2 separate regions of the Cyprinus carpio genome follow, and region 1 is linked to region 2. Evidence: chromatin contacts called from public Hi-C data. All regions are on one chromosome and are shown on one strand. The core of a region is the stretch at or near the end of the contact, and the rest is flanking DNA. Distances in the headings are between cores, read along the strand shown. Region 1 holds the start of LOC109079742 (insulin-like growth factor 1 receptor). Region 2 overlaps LOC109079742 (insulin-like growth factor 1 receptor).

What was found. Hi-C and Micro-C count contacts between places; a contact is called where the count stands out from the background.
Region 1: a contact with region 2 is called in a Hi-C map of skeletal muscle, with 3 times the contacts expected there. The contact joins the promoter of LOC109079742 here to the enhancer-like site in region 2. A contact is called at or near these places in 3 of 8 Hi-C or Micro-C datasets (liver and skeletal muscle).

The regions. Positions count from the first base shown.
Region 1 is chrB7:10,742,614-10,746,819 of ASM1834038v1, reverse strand. LOC109079742 (insulin-like growth factor 1 receptor) reads left to right here and starts at 1,267. Exons shown (of 21, transcript XM_042727217.1): 1 at 1,267-1,487. The coding sequence starts at 1,406.
Region 2 is chrB7:10,688,369-10,692,814 of ASM1834038v1, reverse strand. All of the region lies in intron 2 of LOC109079742 (insulin-like growth factor 1 receptor), which reads left to right. Among protein-coding and RNA genes, the nearest start is that of LOC109093825, 35 kb to the right of the region's middle. Within about 2 kb of position 2,079, at least 1 of the 8 cell types and tissues checked has an H3K27ac peak or open chromatin away from gene starts, as enhancers often do. A contact at or near this core is called in skeletal muscle, where this site is marked.

The DNA of each region.
Region 1 (4,206 bases), core at 18-2,517, 55 kb before region 2:
AGTACAATATTTTTTTTCTTTGTGAATACAATTTAAATAAAAGAATATCAAACAAGTCATTTAAAAAAATATATAACTTTGCATTGCAATAAATATCTTTTTTTTTCTTCTGATAAGAGTGCCATTTTTTGTAAGAATGTAACCATACATCATATGGAACTGCTATTTGTATTATTGAAATGCAATAGTAATAATGTTTTATATAATTGGCTATACTGTAAAAAAAAATTAAGTTGTTAATAAAAAACAATACTATTTCAAAATTATATTTTTAATAAAAAATTAGACAGATACAGACACAGCCTGCAGCGCTCAAGTGTTTTCACTGGTAACCTCCAAAATCGGATCCCAATCCTTTTCCGTGTGCGTGATCCAGTCCGGGTTTATACCTTTCTCCAACGTAACGTTAGCCTACTATGTGTGTGAGTGTGTGTGTGTGAGTGAGTGTGTGTGAGTGTGAGAGAGATCGAGCCTTGTTTACAGCGTCAATTCAACGGAGAGAGACTACAGGATCTACTCCACATTTCCTAAATGAACACAGATCCGATCCCTCACTCATCATCTGTGTCCTCCATCGCCTGCGTCTCGAAGGGAAAAATCAAGGTCTGCAATCTCAGACTGAAGATGGTGGGAGGCAGAGAGAGACCATTTTAAAGCCTGGACGGATGTTATTGGCATCTTTCGGAGTTTCCCCACCGATTTTAGGCCTTTAAGAACGCTGGATGAGAAGTGCTAGGCGTCTGTCAGCTGATGAAGATCACAGAGGCACACTAGTCCAGACTGTTTCAGCCCGCGGATCTAAGCGGGTTTCACTGGACTAACGTTACAGCTAAAACCAGCCTGCGAGGAGACCTACAACGTGTTTTTCCAAATTTTCCCACGACATGGAGCATGGAACTGAGGATTATCGAGCCGCTACGTGTTTTTCAGGGTTATTTTCACATATATCGACGAGGAAAAGCTGTCCAAAATACTGTTAAACACGGTTAAGCAGCGCGAGAATCAGTGCGGTTGAATCCGCCTCATGGTGCGCGCAAAGCGGGCTGGGGCTGCTGGATAATCTCGCTGGGGTGTCTGGAGGGTCATTTATCCCAGCAAAAACACCACGACTATGGGCGAAATTGGTTTTCTTTGATTATTTCCAGCTGCTGAGCATCTATTTTTTTGTTGTTGTTGTTTTCACCCCCTCCGTAAGGAGGCACCAAGCTGGATTAACCAACTTTGATGATATATATATATATATATATATATATATATATATATATATATATATTTTTTTTTTTTTTTGTCCTGACAAGACTTCAAGCATCATCCAATTTGAAGGGTTGAGCTGTCTCCCCTGCTTTGTTATATTTAAAAATTTTTTTTTTTTTTAAACAAGTGTTTGCCTTGTTTATGTACAGGAATGAGGTCTAGCAGACAGAGGCGATATTGGACCTTGTTTTGTGGTCTGGTCCTGGTCCTCTCTACACTTTGTCATGGAGAAAGTAAGTTATTCTATTGATGTGGATGCATTTGGATTAGATCATAATATCACAATTGTTGCTTGTCTAAGAAAGGTTCACTTTCATTTTGCTTTCAAAGTGTTTTAAGCTTTCATTTGCGATGCATGGCAGGAAAACTGGCTCAAAATCCAGACCAGCTGTTTTTAAACTCATTGCTTTGCTTTTAATTGCATGTTTTTCTGCTTTCATTCCCTTTAAATTTTTCTTAAGTGAAAAGAAATGGAAACACTCACATATTATACATCACATGAGTGTCTGTTGAGCGTTTTGGCTATGCAAAGTCAAAGAACACAACAAAGTCAAGTTTGGTCATGCTAACACTGCCGTTTATGATAGTGATTTTATAGGTATTTTACCACTGTGTCTATCAAATAATGCTAATATTGGATTCTAGTGTGGTGTAATTGTGTTCACAAGTGCCATTATGTGCACCTGTAGGTATAGATCTACATTTGAAAGTCAAATTTGAGTCATCACCAACAGATTGGGAGCATGGGAGATTTTGGTGACAGTATCTGGTTAATTTAGGTCACAAACCCAACAGGTTTTTAATAGACTAGTTTAGATATTAAAAGCATTAGTGTTGTTTATCCATATTCTAACTTGTTTGTCACTCCTTAATACATTAATAAGTCTGATTTCATACTGGACTTGAGCGTTTAAAACTCAATGTGTATTTTCAAGTTCAAGGAATGACTTCACAAGTGTTTGATCTTTGTGAACAGTTTATGTACAACTTCAGTAGTCTCACAGCTCTAATGTAAATAGAGTCCATCGTAGATTTGATAAATCTGTTTCACTTTGACACTGAAGGCTGGAAAGATTATTATTTGTTTTCTTTGGTTAACATAACTGACAGATCGTATTGATAAGTGTGATTACAGTTAGTGAGATTGCTATCAGGGACGGGCCGGTCACTGTTAGGTTAGTAGGATACGTTGGGACGCTGTGATGTGGTTGCCAGTAAGTGATTTTAGATGACGACACATGTTGGAATGACACTGATGTGCTCAGTGTGGCGGGGAATGTAAGTCTCATGTTGATGATGCAGTGTTGGGTTTACATGGTTTCTTTGGAATATTAACCAAGGCATGCAAACATACATACTGGGAATGAGTCATTATTAATATTAGTTCAACCCACATGGGGGATGCAAATTGCCTTTGTTTTTCCATGCAAAACTGTCCTTTGTTCTTTAATAATCCTAAAACTGGCCCATACGTATGTGAAAAACATTCAAAATATTTAGTAGGATATTCATTATTCTTTCTCTTTAAAATCAATAACGTGGGAAGTTCTTACAAAAGCAATTTTTGCATCCATTCATGTTTGACCACCACAAAATTTCCATGTTTCCAAGTAAACTGCAAATAAGACCCCCCGATTCATCCGATTCATCAAGAGAGAGAGGAAAAATCTGTGTTTTTAAAATAGAACATGTAAAAACACCCGCTCTAGCAAAACAGACTGGGTTCTGTTGATTGGAAGAGTGAGGAGTTTGTGAAGTCTGTGTAATTGGGTTTTACTGTTAACCCCAGCGGTTGCAGGGCAGCGAGGTAGTGAGGCAGAGAAGGTTCTTAGTAGAAATCCTAAGTATAACCTGTCTCTCTTGGCAAAGGATAGTTAAAGATTCCCAGTGGGGTATAAATGTGGCTCAGGTTAACTGGTTGACTTATCTTGAGACCAAACCATTGGCTCATTTGAAGATCTGCCTTTTTGGTTGGTTTAAAGCAGTTTGTGTGTTTCCTTTTATCTTAGAAGGACAAAGTTTGTTGAGTGTTACTGTAGCTTACATTTGCTTGTCAGTTTGAATTTAATTTGTGATTTTTTTTATATTATCTAACATCATGGAAACACATAAATAATTCAGAAGTTAAATTGTTAATATTGCTAATGTTTGTACTGTTGTTTCGTTTCCAAAAATGGTCACTTCTTGGAGGATCATGTCATAAAAAATTTCTTGCTTTTGTTAGTTAAAGGGATGTCACAAAAGACTAAAAGTGGTCCTGATGAAAATGTATGAATTGAGTCCAAATCAAAGCAATATTCCAAATATTCTGGTCTGGACAAAGATAAATAGGAAGAAGCACCTGTAATTTTTTTTTCTAAATCCAATTTTGTATTGAATATTTAAAATTCACCATTTGTGATTTAACTAATATGAATTTTTTAAAATTTGATGTTTGAGTTTAAATATTTTTGCAATACATTAAGACGGCTTAAAGATTTTTTTAATTACATATTTGATAAGGATATAAAAACGTAAACAATAGTAGAAATGTATTTGTTATGCATGCAAGATGCTTGCCAACATTTGATGCAGCATTGAAATGATGAGTTGAGGTAACTATCAAAGTACTCTCTGACTCTCTGTTAGCTCTATTAGGTTGTCTTGTTTTGTGGTTCAGTTTTCATATGAAAGTGCTCTGTCGCAATCTGTTTTGTTGTAGAGTCTGAAGTGTTAGGATTTACTAGCTTGGGTTAAGGTTTTTTTTCTGCTTCATTTCTAAACGATGACATCAGTTTATGACCTAATTTCCAAATGCTTTCACTCTGCTACCTAGGAGAGTTCGCTATGGCAGGCAGGAATTGGGTTATCAAATGTAAACATGAGATTTGGAGTGCCATCAAAGCAATAAAGATAGCACTGTTTACTCAGCAGTGTGAAAATGTTAGAGTCCGCAGACAGGCTGGGTGCTGT
Region 2 (4,446 bases), core at 830-3,329:
TGACTCTGAGATCATCTCAGTAGGTTTGCTTGAGCTTAACTTGGTTTTAGGCTAAATCCTAAATCTTAAAGTCAGGGGTACGCAATAAAACAGCACTTACAACACATCGGTGATGTGCTCCAGAAAGGAACATAATTTCATCCTCCACAAATTTTCATCACTGCCGCATTTAATACTACATGTGACCTTGAGCTATTAGATTGAGATGCAATAATTGAGAAATATTCTTGTGACTTAGGAGTCATATATTTCTATTGTTCTCCATCCCATTGGGGGACAAAAATAATATTTCAGGGTGGATCCTACACATACTTCTTCTGCGCGTTATCTGCCACTGTCCTCGCGCACGCTCTTGCTCTAATGGAGAGCGAGAGGGAACACACTGTGCCAGCGCGTGCAACCTGTTTTTCCCTGACATGCTGCTTTGTGGCAGTGATGAAAAGACCTCAGATGAACTTGGAGAGTTTCCTGAATTAATAAGGAAGAGGGGGTGAGGTGACGATGTTGACTAAAAATAAAAAGCCTGAGGCATCCTTTCTGTGCCTCGACTGTCAGCGCCATGATGGGGAATGCAGGGACAGACCGGGGCGGCTCTCTGAGGGGTCTTCTGTGAGAGCTGGCCTAATCTAACAGGGCTTGGCATTTTCCCTCCACCGCTGATACGGAGCAATTCATTAAAGGAGTGGTTCAACCAAAAATGACTATATCACATGTCAGTGAAACTGTTACGAATGTTTGTTTTTTTTAGATGAATAACGTTAGGTGGAAGTAGGGGTGGGCGATATGGGGGGAAAATCATATCATGATTCACGATTTATCATGATTTTTGTCATGTTGGTTTTACTATTTTGCAAGTTGTCTGATCACGATGCTAGTTCGGTTGAGTTATTCCCTGAAAATCAGTAAATAACGCCTCACATGTTGGCATTTTCATCACTTGCTGTTGTACAGTATGTCTTTGAAAGACTATAATGCAAAAATTGTGTGTGTGGGGGGGGAGTTATGGTGGTGTATATTGATATACATTTTGCTTTTATTTGACTTTTCTTTGTTTTTTTTGCTGAATACAGTTATTGTGTATTTTTATATGTATATGTATATATATATATATATATATATATAATATATATATATATATATATATATATTTTCTTTTGCTGAATACCCTAAGTTGTCACTATTTATTAATTTATTTGAATGCACCATTTAGTTTTTTGTTTAAAACACAATTTCTTAACAACTTATTAATGTGTTGGTATTTTATTTATTTATTTGTTTGATTGTTTATTTGTTTATTTATGTGAAAAACTATTCTTTGATCTTTATTTTATTTAGTATTTTGCTTAATGCACAATTTCTGTGAACCATTTTAATGTTTTGTTTTATTTATTTATTCATTTATTCATTCATTCATTTATTCATTTATTTCAATACACTATTCTTTGTCCTTTATTTTATTTAGTATTTTGCTTAATTCACAATTTCTGTGACCCATATGAATTTTATGGTTTTATTTATTTATTTGAATGCACTATTCTTTGAACTTTATTTTCTTATTATTTTATTCTTTCTTTTTCTTTCTTTCTTTCTTTCTTTCTTTCTTTCTTTCTTTCTTTCTTTCTTTCTTTCTTTCTTTCTTTCGCTGAATACACTAATCTTTGACTACTTTATTTTGTTTTAGTATTTATTTAGTTATATTTTATTTTATAGTGCTGAATGCACCAATTTTCTGCTCTGTTTTTTATTTTTTATTTATTTATTGAACATGTTTGTTGTGGTCTGTTGTACCTTGACAGGTTTGAAACGAAACAAACCATAACAAAACATAAAATAATTTAAATAACTGTCTGAAACTATCCCTGTAATATCATACATGAAGTAATAATAAAAAAGAAAAATATACAAAAATAATACTCTAAAAATATTTGAAAAAAAACAGCATCTTCATCATCATCATAACAAAACAAAAAAACATTGTAGATTATGGTTTGGCCGGACAGCAAGATGTTCTGGGTCAGACAGATGTCTGCATTTCTGTGGTGAGAGCAGTGCGGATAGCTTTAGCAGAGCTAGCCAAAAAAAAAAAGTTTTAATTACAACACTGTGGTTGCAATAAATAGCTGTGAATCTTTGATCCGTTGTTATGTCAGTATTAGTATTTGTCCTTGTGGAAATTCAATTACAACGACAATGCGTAGTATTAGCATTGTAGCATTTAGAGGTGGTTTAGTTTCGATACAAGTACGTACATGTAAACTAAATCTGAACAGGAATGCTTCCAAAACTGGTTTCTTTTTTTTTTTTTTTTTTTGGGCCATTTAGTTTTTAGTTTTGCTTTTAATTGAACTGTATTTTATTCAGTATTTTTTTTTTTTAATTTTATAATATTTTGGTAAATAACAATTTTGCAACCTGTATTTATTTCTTATATAATTATTCTTTTTTTAACTGTTTCCTTTTGTTTTGAAATGTTCTGAAAATATTTATTAGTAACTGTTTAGTCATATTTTCCAGTTTTCCTGTGAATGTATACAAAACTCCATGTGTTGTTGACATGGAAAACTACACAGCTGGCTATTTCCACAACTGCAAATCAACTTTGTTGACCATCATGGTGGAAATCACTCCTACTCGCTAAACATCCCTGCAGCTGGATGCAAAGAAACAATGTGAATCACCACATTGCTTCTCAGGTTCAGATTGAGCCAAGTATATCAAAACCACGCTGAAAATGCATTTCATTTTTTTCAGAAGATTAATATTTCTGTGGAATCCTATAGTGTGTAATTATATCAGTAGATGTTGATTGGTAATATTTAAACAAGTCTTTTCAACTTAAAATGTTTCTCATCTCTTAAATGAACTTTTCTCCATCTATTAAATAGGGAAGCTACAGTATATGCGGTTTTCTAGCTTGTTTCCTGAGGGTCCAGGTGCTCATATTGGATCAGTTGTTGTGTATGAGAGCAGACAGTAATCTAATAGTTGATCTGCTCCTGGATGGAGAAAGAACATCCAAGATCTCCTAAGCCAGGTGTTCAATGTAATTCACCTGTAGTAAATGAGGGCTATGCAGAATCTACATGCATCAAGGTTTTTAATGCATTAAACTTAAATGGTTGCAAAGGAAGTGAAATCTAAAAAAATATTTTATTCAAAATAGCATCCATGCTACAACAGTCAGGTATGGTTTTGAAACATAAAAGAGAGCTATTGGCTATACTATTCAAAAGTTTGGGCTGTTTATTTTTTAAAGAAATTAATACTTTTATTCAGCAAGAATGCATTAAATTGATCGACACAGTAAATATATTTATTATATTAAAAAAGATTTCTGCTTCAAATAAATGCTGTTCTTTTGAATTCTCTATACATCAAAGAATCCTGAAAAAAAAGTATCATCGTTTTCACTAAAATATGAAGCAGGACAACTGTTTTCAATGATTTCTGAAGGATCATGTGACACTGAAGACTTGAGCAATGATGCTGAAAATTCAGCATTGATCACAGGAATAAATTACATTTTAAAAAATATTGAAATAGAAAGCAGTTATTTTAAATTGTAATAATTTTTCACAACACTACCATTTTTACTGTATTTTTCATCAAATAAATGCACTTGTGGTAAGTATAAGAGACTTCTTTTAACAGCAGTAAAAAAAAAAAAAAAAAAAAAACATACGGAATGTTAATGTATATTAAAAATGAAAAAATGATTAGCCCTTTTATATTCTGCATTTTATTTCTGATAAAATAGGGATTAATGTCATTACAGGAAAAAAAGCTGGTTTAGTCAAACTGTTTCACTCAGTCTTTATGTACGTGGTGTACTGGTAAAGAGCTAGGTTAGCAACTGAAAGGCTATAGGCTCAAGTATCAAAAAGAGCCCCTCCGGTGCACTTGAGAAAACAACATGAGCTAGTTAAAATAAAGTGTGAATTACCTTAATAATGTACATCAAAAAAGCATTAGCTATCCTATTTGAGCAAGTATTTCAGATCCTAAACTTCCCTGACCAAGACGCTCAGTCAAGGGTGTCTGGTTCTGGTTTGTTGTTTTCTGTGTTTAGACTAAGTGAGATTCCAGCATGGTGGCCTTGCTGAAGACGGGATATCTCAGTCAGCCAAAATTAGCTGGGTTGTCTTCATTATGACCTGATGAAAGCTAAAACAGTTCTTTGCGGTAACTCTAAGCAAAACGGATGGATTCAGACCTCAGTTTTCTGCATGTTTTTTTTTTTTTAAGTTTTAAAGGCATAGTTCACCCAAAAAAAATTATTCTGTAATATTTATTCACCCTCGAGTTGACCGTAGCCTATAGTATTTTTTCCCATACTATAGAAGTCAATGGCTACCGTCAACTGTTTGGTTACCAACATTCTTTAGAATATCTTCTTTTGTGTTTAACAGAAAAGAAAGAAACCAACAGGTTTGAAACAACATGAGG